Linked DNA regions of Mus musculus: region 2 is linked to region 1. The links are chromatin contacts, called in public promoter capture Hi-C maps. All regions are on one chromosome and are shown on one strand. The core of a region is the stretch at or near the end of the contact, and the rest is flanking DNA. Distances in the headings are between cores, read along the strand shown. Region 1 overlaps Hipk2 (homeodomain interacting protein kinase 2). Region 2 has its middle 13 kb from the start of Hipk2.

What was found. Capture Hi-C pulls out chosen DNA fragments and counts their contacts.
Region 2: a promoter capture Hi-C map of adipose tissue shows a contact between it and region 1. The contact joins two enhancer-like sites. A contact is called at or near these places in 7 of 484 Hi-C or Micro-C datasets (the AML12 cell line, the G1E-ER4 cell line, bone marrow-derived macrophages and 2 more), 9 of 115 datasets of contacts at active chromatin or transcription factors (the 3134 cell line, acute myeloid leukemia, bone marrow-derived macrophages and 4 more) and 4 of 9 other capture datasets (adipose tissue, liver, macrophages and 1 more).

What each region holds. Positions count from the first base shown.
Region 1 is chr6:38,820,603-38,826,847 of GRCm38.p6, forward strand. The region is part of intron 1 of Hipk2 (homeodomain interacting protein kinase 2); the gene reads right to left. Among named protein-coding and RNA genes, the nearest start is that of Hipk2, 52 kb to the right of the region's middle. Within about 2 kb of position 3,344, at least 37 of the 459 cell types and tissues checked have an H3K27ac peak or open chromatin away from gene starts, as enhancers often do. A contact at or near this core is called in adipose tissue, where this site is marked.
Region 2 is chr6:38,886,480-38,892,724 of GRCm38.p6, forward strand. It overlaps a transcript of Tbxas1 not described here. Among named protein-coding and RNA genes, the nearest start is that of Hipk2, 13 kb to the left of the region's middle. Within about 2 kb of position 3,397, at least 7 of the 459 cell types and tissues checked have an H3K27ac peak or open chromatin away from gene starts, as enhancers often do. A contact at or near this core is called in adipose tissue, where this site is marked.

The DNA.
Region 1 (6,245 bases), core at 2,094-4,593:
AAAGTCTGTAAACGCTCACACATAATGGAAGCTGAGAGTGAACGAACTATGATTTCATATTTGCAACTCAGATAATCTTAAAACTGCTTAAGACCTTTCTGAAGTAGCTGTACAACTTATAATTATGGTGATACTGGAAATTTTAAAATGTGATATATAGATTAAGGAAAAAACACTACAGCGACAAGAAAGGAAAACCCCTTAAAGGTACAAGAAGAAACAAATAACCAATTTGCTGCCTTGGATAACCATTTCTTGTGTGTGTGTGTGTTTTCATGTGTATACATGTCTGAGTATGCATGTACTAAGTGTATAGAGGCCAGAGGCTGATAACAGGTTTCTTTTTCAGTTGCCATAGTTTCAGAGAAAAGGTCTCTCTGCTGAACATGTGGCTCACCAATTCAGCAAGACTGACAGGCCAGCAAGCCCCTGAGATCTTCCTGTTTCCACTTCCCCAGTGTTTGGGTTACAGACACCTGGCTTTGTAGTGAATGCTAAGGATGGAGCTCAGGTCCTCAAGCTTATGTCACACTGAATCAGCCACCTCCTCAGCTCCATTGCCATTTCTTACAATGGCACTTAGAAGGTGAAGAGACCGCCAAGCTTTACTGATACTTAAGCATCTAGCAGCTGCTCTCTGACCCCCAGCATTGTCTAGAGTGGTTCCTTAACACCTCCCTCTTAATGCCATCCTTTGTCCCCCAATCCTCCCTCTCTTCAATGGATCCCCACCTATCTTGCCCAGAATTCTGAGGTCAGTCACATTCTGCTAGTCCCATAATCCATAGTCTCCCATTTTTTCTATAGAATTCTGTTTCTGCCATTCCCATCCCCACTTTAAGCTATTGATGATTTCTACTTTTGGGGCCAAAGTTTTTAGCTGGTATTGAACAAGGTTGTTCAAATGCATCACTGACCTAACCTTTCCCTCTGCCTCCAAGTGTGTGTGCAGGCACAAACCTCCAACTTACAAGACAGAAAGAGTAACAGTCACAGCCCCTCTTCACGCCTTCCTTCTTACCTATAAATTACGCTTCATGTACTCTTTTCTTCAATGCTCATTCTTAATCCTTCTCCTTCAACATATTCAAATATCATAGACCTGTGTTCTTAAGGTAAATAACTTCCTAATTGCCTAATCCAATGGCTCTTTCAGCCCCTATTCTCCTTAACCTCTCTGCAACATCTGATACCGCTGACCACCACTTCCTTCTTGACGTTCTTATCTGCTCTAATGTGAATCTGTAACTGCCTTCCTCCTCCCAATGGCTAATTACACAGGGGTTAAGGCAGCTCCTCTTCCTCCTTTAAAATGCTGGCACTCCTAGTATTCTGTTTCCTCTGGAAGGCATCATTCATTTAGACAGTTTAAACAGTTATCTCTATGCAGGCAACTCCCACATGCTTATCATGAGCCAAGTTCCCACTTGAATATTCCAGTAATATTATTTCTGTCTCCTACTACATTAAAATGATCTTCCAAAGCTGAACTCCTTGTCTTTCCCCTAAAACATAGCCATTTATGCTTCATTTTAACATTTCCATTCTATTAATAAAGTATTTATCTAGTTGCTTGGTTCCCAAACTGTGGACTTACCTTGATGAGTCTTCATTATCACAGCAAATAAAAGACAGTCTTGATTGATTTCGCCTTCTTTTAAAATGTCCTTTTTTAAATTAAAAGTATTTAAATAGCTATATAAGGCAACATGTCTCATTTTCAACTTTTTAATTTCTGTTCATTTTGCCACTCCCATAGCTGAAATCCTCATTACTTTTCAAAAGCAACCCTAAAGTAAATATAGGATCCTGGTCACTGGAATGAGCGCTAATGTGCCTGTATCTGGCCCGCAGATTTGTCTTACTACATAAACTTCTAAGCATTGTTCCTCTGTCCAAAAGCTTCTGGTGGCTCCTTGGTGCCCAGGAGATAAAGCTGAAGTGTTAACACACATCCTGATTCCCATTCAACCATTTAGCTTCATCTTCGACCACTGATCCTCCAGAAATCTCAACTCTAGACCGGCCTCACCCCTTTTTCTAGAATAGCATACCTCCTGCACTTGCTTCATTCACTCCCCAGTACTTTTTACCTTCTGCCATGAAGTCATTGCTTCTCTCAACTAAAGACCACGCAGTTTAGAGGCCCAATTTAACCCAAATAAAGACTTTTTTAAGACGCAAGGGAGAAGACCAGATATGGTGTACATGACTAAACTTTCAGTGATTGAAAGGCTAAGAGAGAGGATTTAAGAACTGGAGACTATTCTGGACCACCCATTAAGACCCTGACTCAACCCGGGCGTGGTAGCGCACGCCTTTTATCCCAGCACTTGGGAGGCAGAGGCAGGCGGATCTCTGAGTTTGAGGCCAGCCTGGTCTACAGAGTGAGTTCCAGGACAGCCAAGGCTACACAGAGAAACCCTGTCTCGAAAAAAACAAAAAAGGAAGAAGAGGAGGAGAAGAAGGAGCAGGGGGAGGAGGAGGAGGAGGAGGAGGAAGAAAAAAGACCCTGACTCAAAACAAATACTCTAGAATGAAAAACAATACCAAGGCAGAGGCTGTTCGGCTCCTGCGCTGGCTGGACAGTCATGCTCTGCCTGTGCTATGGCAGCATGTGCTCTGACGTCCTGGAGGCAGGTCTGGTCTTAGCCTAAACTCTCCTCTGAATCTGCCTTTACGGTGAGACTTCCCTTCTGGTTTGAAAGCTGACTCCAAGGTTCACCTGGGTACTATGACTAATATGCCTGTGTATGTCTGTATGTCTGTATGTCTGTATGTCTGTGTATGTTCACCTGGGCACTATGACTAATATGCCTGTGTATGTCTGACATGATTACTGTTTGACATGGTTATTTTGGTTTGTTATGCAACCATACTTTTCACCTACTTTTATGTCAATATTTTCCTAATACCATAGCACAAAAAGTAGTTATTCTCTACTTACTAATATCACTTAAATATTCATATAGTTACACATGCTATAAGCCAGACAAGTTCAACCTGTGGCCTGCTGGCTTCATGTGTTCCAGTACACTAATGAATTTGCTCCAACACATTTGCAAATGGCATTTTGTTACAATGTCAAAAGGTCTGATACCCTTGAAGTAATACAGAAGAGAGCAATCCTTGGCTTTAAGCTACCTATGAACAGAAGAGACTAAGCAAAATTAACATCTATCTACTTCAGCTCTGTCCTTTGACTGTCTCCTGCTTCTCACTCAAGTTACTAAGGAAAGGGAGAGTAGGAGGGGAAAAGAAGAAATAAGCTGATTACACACAGAGCTTCAGAGGCACTGGTCCCTGTCCTCAGTGTTTTAGAAGTTCTTGGTAGAGAGGCCACATTGCAGAGTGGAATTTTACAAAGGGGAAGAGGGTAGCTTATGACTTATTTGTTATTGGGATGATAGCCAAGGGTCATAAACTGTTGAAATAATCACTGGCTGCCTTGGGTGACAGATGCCCAGGATCAGCAAGGAGACCTGCATGGCTGGAACCTCTCTATACCCATCATTGTGGCCAGCAGCTGCCTCAGACTCTGGCTGGGGCTGCTGTGGTCACTGCTGAGGTCAACAGCCACTATTCCAAGAACTAGAACTAACATTTCCAACAACCTTTTTACCTTTGTTCTATGGCATGGTCCATCTTCCTGTGGATGTGGGAAGGAGAATGCTCAAACAAAATATAGCTAAAGAAAGTCACTAAGGATGATTTTTTTAAGCCCTAAAATCTTTATAAGGAACAAAACACTGGCAGTTTGTAGCTTCATTTTAAAATAATCTCACATCCATAATCAAACTTATGTCTAAACATCTCTCCTTGGAAGTCTTTTCTGGAACAACCCTTCCTGGTTAGTTTAGCTCTCTTTGTTAAGCCCACAACCCCTGCCATTCCATTTGTTCAGATCCCTAAGGCAAGGGACAGGGAAGAGGTGGGGGAGACCTGTATGTTTTCCACTCTAAAGGAAAAGCTAAATGTTTCCTCTCATTTCTTTATGGTTTGACCCCTGTACTCTTCAAGGACTACTGACCTCCTATACACACAAATAATAATAGTAATAACTTCCCCTCAGAAATGGCAGGCGCTGACTGGACATCTTCAGTTTGATCCTATATAAAATTTCAATCTCCGTGTCTCCTCTTGGGCTCTTAGAAGAAAACGTGGCTCTGACCCCTACTAGCAAGGATAGGTTTAACTCCCTGAAGGGCAGTATGGAGGACCCAGGGAATAACACAATAAATCTGCAATAATTACACCTGCTCCTTAGAGGTATAGCCCATCCAGACCTTTCTATAAAAGCCTCGGTGGCCTCTCAAGATAAAACCCTACATAATGGCTGTATATCCAGTGATTGCTGATACATAGGGTGAAGTGTCTACAAAGGAGTATTCTCACTACCATGCCTCTGGCTCTTAAGCAGGCCAAAGGCATGAGCATTGAACACATCTTTCCATATTTCTGGGCTTATGGACAAACTACCAATAAAAGAGATATACTTACAAACTCACTAGAAATGTAGCTAACTTACATCTCAACTGTATGCAATAAATTCCTCACTTCATGACAAATAAAAAGTAGTGCCTATAAACCTGATTAAAAACAGTCACACAGAATGACAGTGAACATTTTAAGTCATTCCTTATCACTACAACAAAGACAAAACTGTCTTATGTACCAAACAAACCCAGGTCCCAAAGGTTTCAAGTGCCTTTTGGTAACCTGCATGTTTAAACAATGAAGATGAACTGCTCTTTAGGTTCCCCGCAAATGCCCACTTCACATTAAAACGTATCTACAATAAACCCGGGTTTCAAAGCATCTGCCTTGTAGTCTTTTCATGGGTGCCATGGATGCCCACAAACTTCCATCACACTCGACTCCAGCCTCTGTATAAAATCATGGACCATTCTTCAGATTGTAAATTAGCAAGCACCAGTGCACATGTGGCTCTGGGAGAAGTGTCTTTGGGAGTCTGATTATCGTGGTATGCTCATCCCATTAACACATGCCCCACACAATCTCCTCACACAGGGATGAGTTGAAAGCTGTGACATCAGGTCATGGTGTGGGCTCCTGGAATAGGGGCAAAATCAGACCCTGATTTGAAGCTCAAGCCTGGACAACTCTGTGGCTCGTTGTCTTTCTTAGTCTTGAAGGTTTAATGAGAAACCCTTTCAGAGTTGTAGGCAACTTTTTCTGCCTCTTTGAGTCAGGGTCTTGCTATATAGCTAAGCTAGCTTCAAGTAGGACCATCTGGCCTTCAACACTTCAACTCAGTGTTGGGATTACAAGTGTTGGTTGTCATACTCACCTAAAAAGCTAAAAGTTTTCATGATCTTGAGTTTTTAACCTACTATATTTAAAAATGACATTTGTTAAAAGACTGGCTTACTTAGTGTATTTTTCCTAACATATTTGCTTAGTTTCTTCATAACTTTTTATTTCACAATTGGATGAACTAAAAGTTGCTTCACATGTGAGTACATTTCCTTTCCATTTCACCACCCAAATTATCTACTGGAAGATCAGACTCTGGTGAAACTACAGGGATAAGTGAGGGTTATATATGATTAATTTTTTTCATTGAACTCAGTTTCATTGAACTCAGCAAAGCTCAAGAGAAGGAATTATAAGTAAAAATAGGCATCATTTTTTATCAGTATTTAAGGTTTAATTTAGGCTTGGCAGATATGAAATAGATTGCCACTCAAAATCCAGTTACATAGTTAAAGAGCATAGAGTCCAGATCCCCACGAGAGGTACTAACCTCTTCACTTTCTAAAACCTTCCAGGCATATACTGCCTGAATAATGAGTATCTGATGAAAGTTACAATGTTATTTTGTTTCCCTATAATACATAATAAAAATAATTCATTCCCATACTTAATAGAATATCCTGTCTTCTATATCATATTTTGCACATAAGATATAAGTTATAAATCAATGTTAGAAATATATGTCTATGGCTGAGTGTAGTGGGGTATGCCTTTAATCTCAGCACTTGGGAGGCAGAGGTAGTCTGAGGCTAGCCTGGTCTACAGAAGATAGCCAGGGCTACACAGAGAAACCCTGTCTCAAAACCTCCCACTCTTCCCCTAAAAGGAATTATGTATCAAATGGAAATTTTTAAACACCTAGATAAGGGAAAATTTGTATAGCCCTTGATAAACTTGTGATTATTTAATGCCTCAGAGGATTGAAGAGTATTAGAAAAAATTCTTCATTGATATACTACAGAATATTC
Region 2 (6,245 bases), core at 2,147-4,646, 66 kb after region 1:
ATCGTTGGCTCCTTAACTTTTCTGTGATTTGGGTTTTTATTTTGCTTGTTGTGTTTTATTTTACAGGTTTTTTAAAATTTTAATTTGGCTCATAGGATGCCAAACTCAACTTAGAGGTTTTAAGGTCAATGAAATGAAAAATGTCCCTACTCCCTGTATATTCAAGTTAATAGGGCCCCCTGATTGCTAATCTATGAGCCAACCCTTATGAATCTGGGACTCTAAGATATGGAAATCTCATTCTAAACCCAATGTCACACACCTGTAATCCCAGCGCTTGGGAGCCTGAAGCAATAACATCACTTTGAGTTCAAGGCCAGCATGCATTACATTAGTTCAAGGTGTCTAGGCTATGTGGCAAGACTCTGTGTTAAAAAAGAAAAGCAAAATTCTATTCTTATCCTAGTTCCGTGTGTGTGTGTGTGTGTGTGTGTGTGTGTGTGTGTGTGTGTGTTTGTTTGTTTTGTTTTGGTTGTTTTTTATAAAGATTTATTTATTATTATATAAGTACAATGTAGCTGTCTTCAGACACACCAGAAGAGGGCGTCAGATCTCATTACAGATGGTTGTGAGCCACCATGTGGTTGTGGGATTTGAACTCAGGACCTTCGGAAGAGCAGTCAGTGCTCTTACCCACTAAGCCATCTCTCCAGCCCTGTTGTTTGTTTTTTGTTTCTCTGTATAGACTTAATAGTCTTCTAACATCATAAATTATTTACTTATTTCTTGTTTTTAAATTTCATTTTTTATTGTTCCTATTAAGATATGAGTTCCACGCAGTATCTGGCTGTTCTGCTCACTGGATGTGATGACTACAAAGAAGGCTCTGTAGCATCTGTATCATTGGCTCGTTTGTTAACTTTTCTGTGATTTGGGTTTTTATTTTGCTTGTTGTGTTTTATTTTACTTTTTTTTTTAAATTTATTAGTCAATCATTAGAGGGTTTACTACATGCCTGATCCTGTGATTTGTATGTACTAGTGTTCCAGTTGGGGGCAAAAAGACAAGTGAACACAGGTTACAGCCAAGATAACTCGATCATGCTCTGATGAGCCGATGATGATAAGGCGAAAGATGCAGTGAGCCCTGCAGCCCACCAAGTTCACTCTTAGCATACTGCCACAGTCAAGAAGGAAAAAGGTCATCCCACTGAACTTTGAATAAATCTCCCCCCACCTCCCTCTCTCTCTCCTTTTTCTCCGCATCTGGAACAATACCAAAGAGGATCTAAACTCACAATACATGCCAAGAGTTAGGAAATCTCCTATTTTCCACCCCCAGCTATCCCAGGGCTTCCTCCTGTGGATTAAATTAAACTCTCACCCTCTTTCTAGGGGTGAAGAAATTGGGCAGGGTAAGGATTTCAGGGTTCTCCTTGGTGGTTAGTGGAGAAGGCAGCTGTGGCCACCCTCTTATGCTGATTTTGCTCACACCCAGGAGCACACAGGACAGGGACATTGTAGAGGGAGTGACATAGAAACCAAAGCCTTACTGTTAGGGAGGAAGAAGATCTTTCCCAGCAGCAGCTCTGTGGAGTCAGAGGTCACAGGGCTCAGTTCAGAGACATTCAGTCTGACTAGAGCATAAGGGCTGACCAGGAGGCTGGTGAGAGAGGCTGAAGGGAAAGGGGGGAGAAGGGAGGAGGAGGTCAGAGAGGAGCAGGGTGTAGCAGGCAAGGCTTCCCAAACTGAGTCCAGGAGCTGAGATTTGCTCAGAGATAATGGGAAGTTAAGGAGCCACCAGATCAGCTACAGGTGGTTATACACTTTTATTGGCTGCAAAGAGGCCTACATCGAGGAGACAGTATGAGGGGGCCATTGTGATGGTAAGGGACAGTAGAAATTGCAAGTTTCAAAAGACGCGTGTGCTAGAGGCCAACCTTGGATGTTGTTTCTTAGGAGCTGTTCCCTCTTGTTTTTGAGACAAGGTCTCTTACTGAACCTCAAAGCAGGGAGATAGTATGAGCTTTATCTGATGTATTTATTTCTTTATTGTTGCATGTGTGTAATACGTGTGCACACAGGTGTACACATCGCAGAATATGTGTGAATGTCAGAGGACAAACAAAAGAGTCGGTTCTCTCCTTCCTTGGTTAGCTCTGGGGATGGAACTCAGGTTCTCAGGCTTGTAGAGCAAGGGCCTTTACCTGCCGAGCCTTCTTGCCAGCACTCTTCCTGTATACTTTAGATCATGTCTCGATTACTTACCCTAACAAAATGTAAATGTTCTATAAGGAGCCATTATACTAGACTGTTTAGGAGAAACAATGACATGTTCAATACAACTTCAGTTAAAAAGAATCCTGATCAAGGATACAGGATCCTTAGCTATAGAAGACTGACTGCCCGTACACATAGACCATCAAACAAACCAAATATAGTGCACTGGTACCCCTCTGAAGAGAATGGGCCTTGGTTACCAGCCCCACATCCTCCTGAGACCAAGGGTGAAGCACGGAAACAGGACTAGTGCCCCTGGCCTGTGCCTTGGTTCTCTACCTCGCTGCAGAACTGCCAAATACGAGTCCGCAAACCTAAGGATGGTTAGGGCTGGAATCCATTCTTAGATTTTAGACCTGTTCCCCTTCCTCTTTTTTTCCTTCCTCCTCTTTTTTCTCCTCTTTCTCCTACTATCCTCATCTCTTTTTTTGTTTTTGTTTTTGTTTTTGTAGACTCTTCCTATGTAATCCAAGATGGATTCAAACTTGTGATCCTCCTGCTTCGGCGTCTGAGTTCTAGGATTGCAGTCATGCACTACTACATCCGGCAAAACCAATCATGTTCAAAGTGAAGTCTAAGGACTTCCTGCCTCCGACACGCCTCCATTTCAAGACCATGATAGAAGAGCAAGTGCACAGTCCCTAAGGATTGCACTCTTAGGCCACTCCCCCAGGAAGCTGCCTTGCCCAATCCACTTGCTCTTTTGAGAAGCAGAGAGACAGGTGACTATACAGAAGAGGACTGGGATACCTCAGCGAGTAGCACTGCCAGGAATGGCTGTGGAGGGTTGGGGTGGGGTGAGAAAAACTAGGAGGATTTAGGAGTTAAGACTGGGAATGCAGAAATGAACTTAGCTTCCAAACACCCATTTCAGGAGATGGCCTCGCCCAGACAGCAGAGAACTGTTAAGCAATAATGGGTGCAAAGCAGGACCAGATAATATGCTGGCCCTGGACTGGGTATGCCTTTAGTGCCAGGGAGCGGAATTTGAATTTAATTCAATAAGGCGATAGAGGGACAGTGAATATTTCTGAACAGGAATACAAGTTTAGAGAGACACCAAACTGGGAAGGAATGGTTGGAGAAACTTTAATGTTTTAAGTCTGAGTAAGAAGTCATGTTATAAACTATCATCAAAAGAGATGTCTGACTTCCCTTCTCTGCTTCTGTGTATGTGACAACCGTTGATTTGCTCATCAAGGGTCCTGATGTGATCATGTGTCATTCTTTCCTGCCTCAGCACCCCATTAGGCATTCGCCTTTGTCCTTTCTTTAAACAAACAAACAAACAAACAAAACAAAACCAATGATTTTTTAATCCTTTGAGAAATTTATACAATGTATTTTGATCACATTTACCCTAACTTCTCCCACATCCATTCCACCTCCCTGACCACTCCCAACTCTGCTTCCCTCCCCACCAAATCCTATTTGTACTACCCATATGCTCACGGATACAGGGCCATCCGCTGGAGGATGCTCAATCTGTCACGGGCCATAGCCTTAAAAAAAGAAGAAGAAAAACAAAACAAAACAAAACAAAACAAAACAAAACAGCAACCACTCCCAACTTACCCAGAAATCACCAGTTCAATAGTTAGGGATTGGACCTTGTTAGTCCCCCTCCCTCATGCTAGAATGTTAACTGTCTCTGTCCTGTGCAGCTGCTATGAGTGGCCCTATTATATCTCAAGATCCTGTTTAGCTCTGGTCCCCCTTACTTTGTGGTTCTTACAGCCCTTCCACCTTCCTCCTCTGTAACAGTCCTTGAGCCTTAATGGTTGTTAGTGGTCATAAAGATGTTCTGTTTGCTGCTGAGCACCACTGACACTTATTCTCTGTACTTGGATCAGTGGTGCGTTACTGTGTTAATTGCCATCAGCAGCACAAAGAAACTTCTTGGGCTGGAGAGATGATGGCTCAGTGGTTAAGAGCACTGACTGCTCTTCCAGAGGTCCTGAGTTCAATTCCCAGCATCCACATGGTGGCTCACAGCCATCTGTAATGGGATCCGATTCACTCTTCTGGTGTGTGTCCGAAGACAGCTACAGTATATTCATATAAATAGAATTGAGAGAGAGAGAGAGAGAGAGAGAGAGAGAGAGACTTCTCTGATGAGGTCTGAGGGCAGTGCTAATCTATGGCTTTAGAGATATGGATTTAGATGGCAGTTTGATACTATGTCTATGTAGTAAACTAATGGTAGTAAGTTCGTCTCTGAGGAGGGGGCTATGAACACTCTACCTTCAGGGCTTTTGTAATAGTTTGAGAAATCACAAAAATGCCTATAGTTCCCATGTGCTTGATGAACCAAGGAAGTACATGGCCCAGTGGGTATGATTTGATGGTCTCTTTTGTACATCCTCAAGTGTTTGTATCCTAAATTGTGTTTTTCCTTAGAACATCTTTAGGGCTGGGTCTGTTTCTCCATCAAGTCTTACTGATCCTAATGGTGGCAGTGGATCTGAGCAGCTCTGTTGGGTGGGCCCATGGACAAATGCTAATGTCTCTTTGTGCTTCTGTATTTCCACCACGTACACCTCTCTGTGACTGTTCCCTTTTGCCCCTCAAACTCGTGACCACAATTCTACCCCACATCGTTTCATCAGGATCTTGGGTTTGTCTCGGCCATGAAGCTGATGGAGCTTTAGTTTGAAACACATGGAGGGGGAACGAGGCTCGTTTAGGTTTAAGACAGAAGCATCCACACCACAGAGATGGTTTTTGAAGTCCTGCTCCTTCCCTTTCACTTCTCCAACATCTTTTCATTTGTCCTTCACCACACCTTTAAGGCAAAAGCAAAAGAAACAAGCAATAAGCAACAAGCCAGGTCTCATGTCTAATGCTAGAATCCAGGAAGCTGAGACAGGAGTCATGACTTCAAGGCCCTCTGAATTACACATATAGGCTGAGTTACAAACCAGCCTATATAGAGTGAGAATCTGTCTCAAAATCAAAAGGAGGAAAAACCCAACACAACCTACAAACAAATAAAAAGCCCTCAAAACTGGAATAATTGTTTAGAAAGTTTGTACTCTTATGAGAACAACAGGAAGAAAGAACACGAAGTGGCACTCACAGAGAAAATGGGCCCTCAACTCTTGAGCAAAGGAAATTAGAGTTCACTTTGACTAAACTATGTTCTAGTGTAATGAGTAAGATGTCTGAATGTCAGGCCACTCTTCTTTCTTGTGCTTATGTATTTAATCTCATAGAGAAGTAGCTGCACTCCAGATTACATTTATATGAATTAATGGATCCTTTGAGATTGTGTGAGAGGCTACTACACCGTTGACTGACATATGATCTGGATTATACAAACATCAAGCACAAGGAAGTTTCTGGTTTCTACAGTAGACCCATGTAGGTGAGTCTTACAGTGCATCATTTCCAGCTGGCAGACAGGAGAAAAAAAAGAACCCCCTTCCATGGGTAGAATCCGTGGGCCAGGTCTAGGAGTGGTGTCCTATCTTCTGTCCACACTACTTGGGCAACACTCAGTGCTGTGACTCCATCTAACCACAAAGGCGGCTGAGGAATGATCAAATATGATATGGCTTCTAAAAATAAGGAGTTTGCACTATCTCTGTTGACCAAGGGGAAGTGTCCATGATATATTAGTGATGAAGTAAGTTTCACAGTAATATGTATCATATGATATTTATAAAAGAAATGTGAGACTTCCCAGTGGTGTTTTGTGTCTTCCCACAAGCCCTGTGGAAAGCTGAGGAGACTGACACCCCACACTCTGACTATCGAGCCATTTACAGGCAGGGTGGAGATGTCGGCAGAGATGTGACACTTGGAACCTTTCTTTGTACATCTTTGAGTTCTGGCTTTTGTTTCACTTCTACTTACTCATACTTACTTTGGCCTTTTTAATATGTGTGATTATAAATGGGTTATAGTGAAGGGCTACTTTCATCCCCACACTCAAAAGGCAGGTGAATCTCTGTAAGTTTGAAGACAGCCTGATGTACATATGAAGTTCCAGGCTAGCTGGGACTACATAGGGAGTATTCTGTC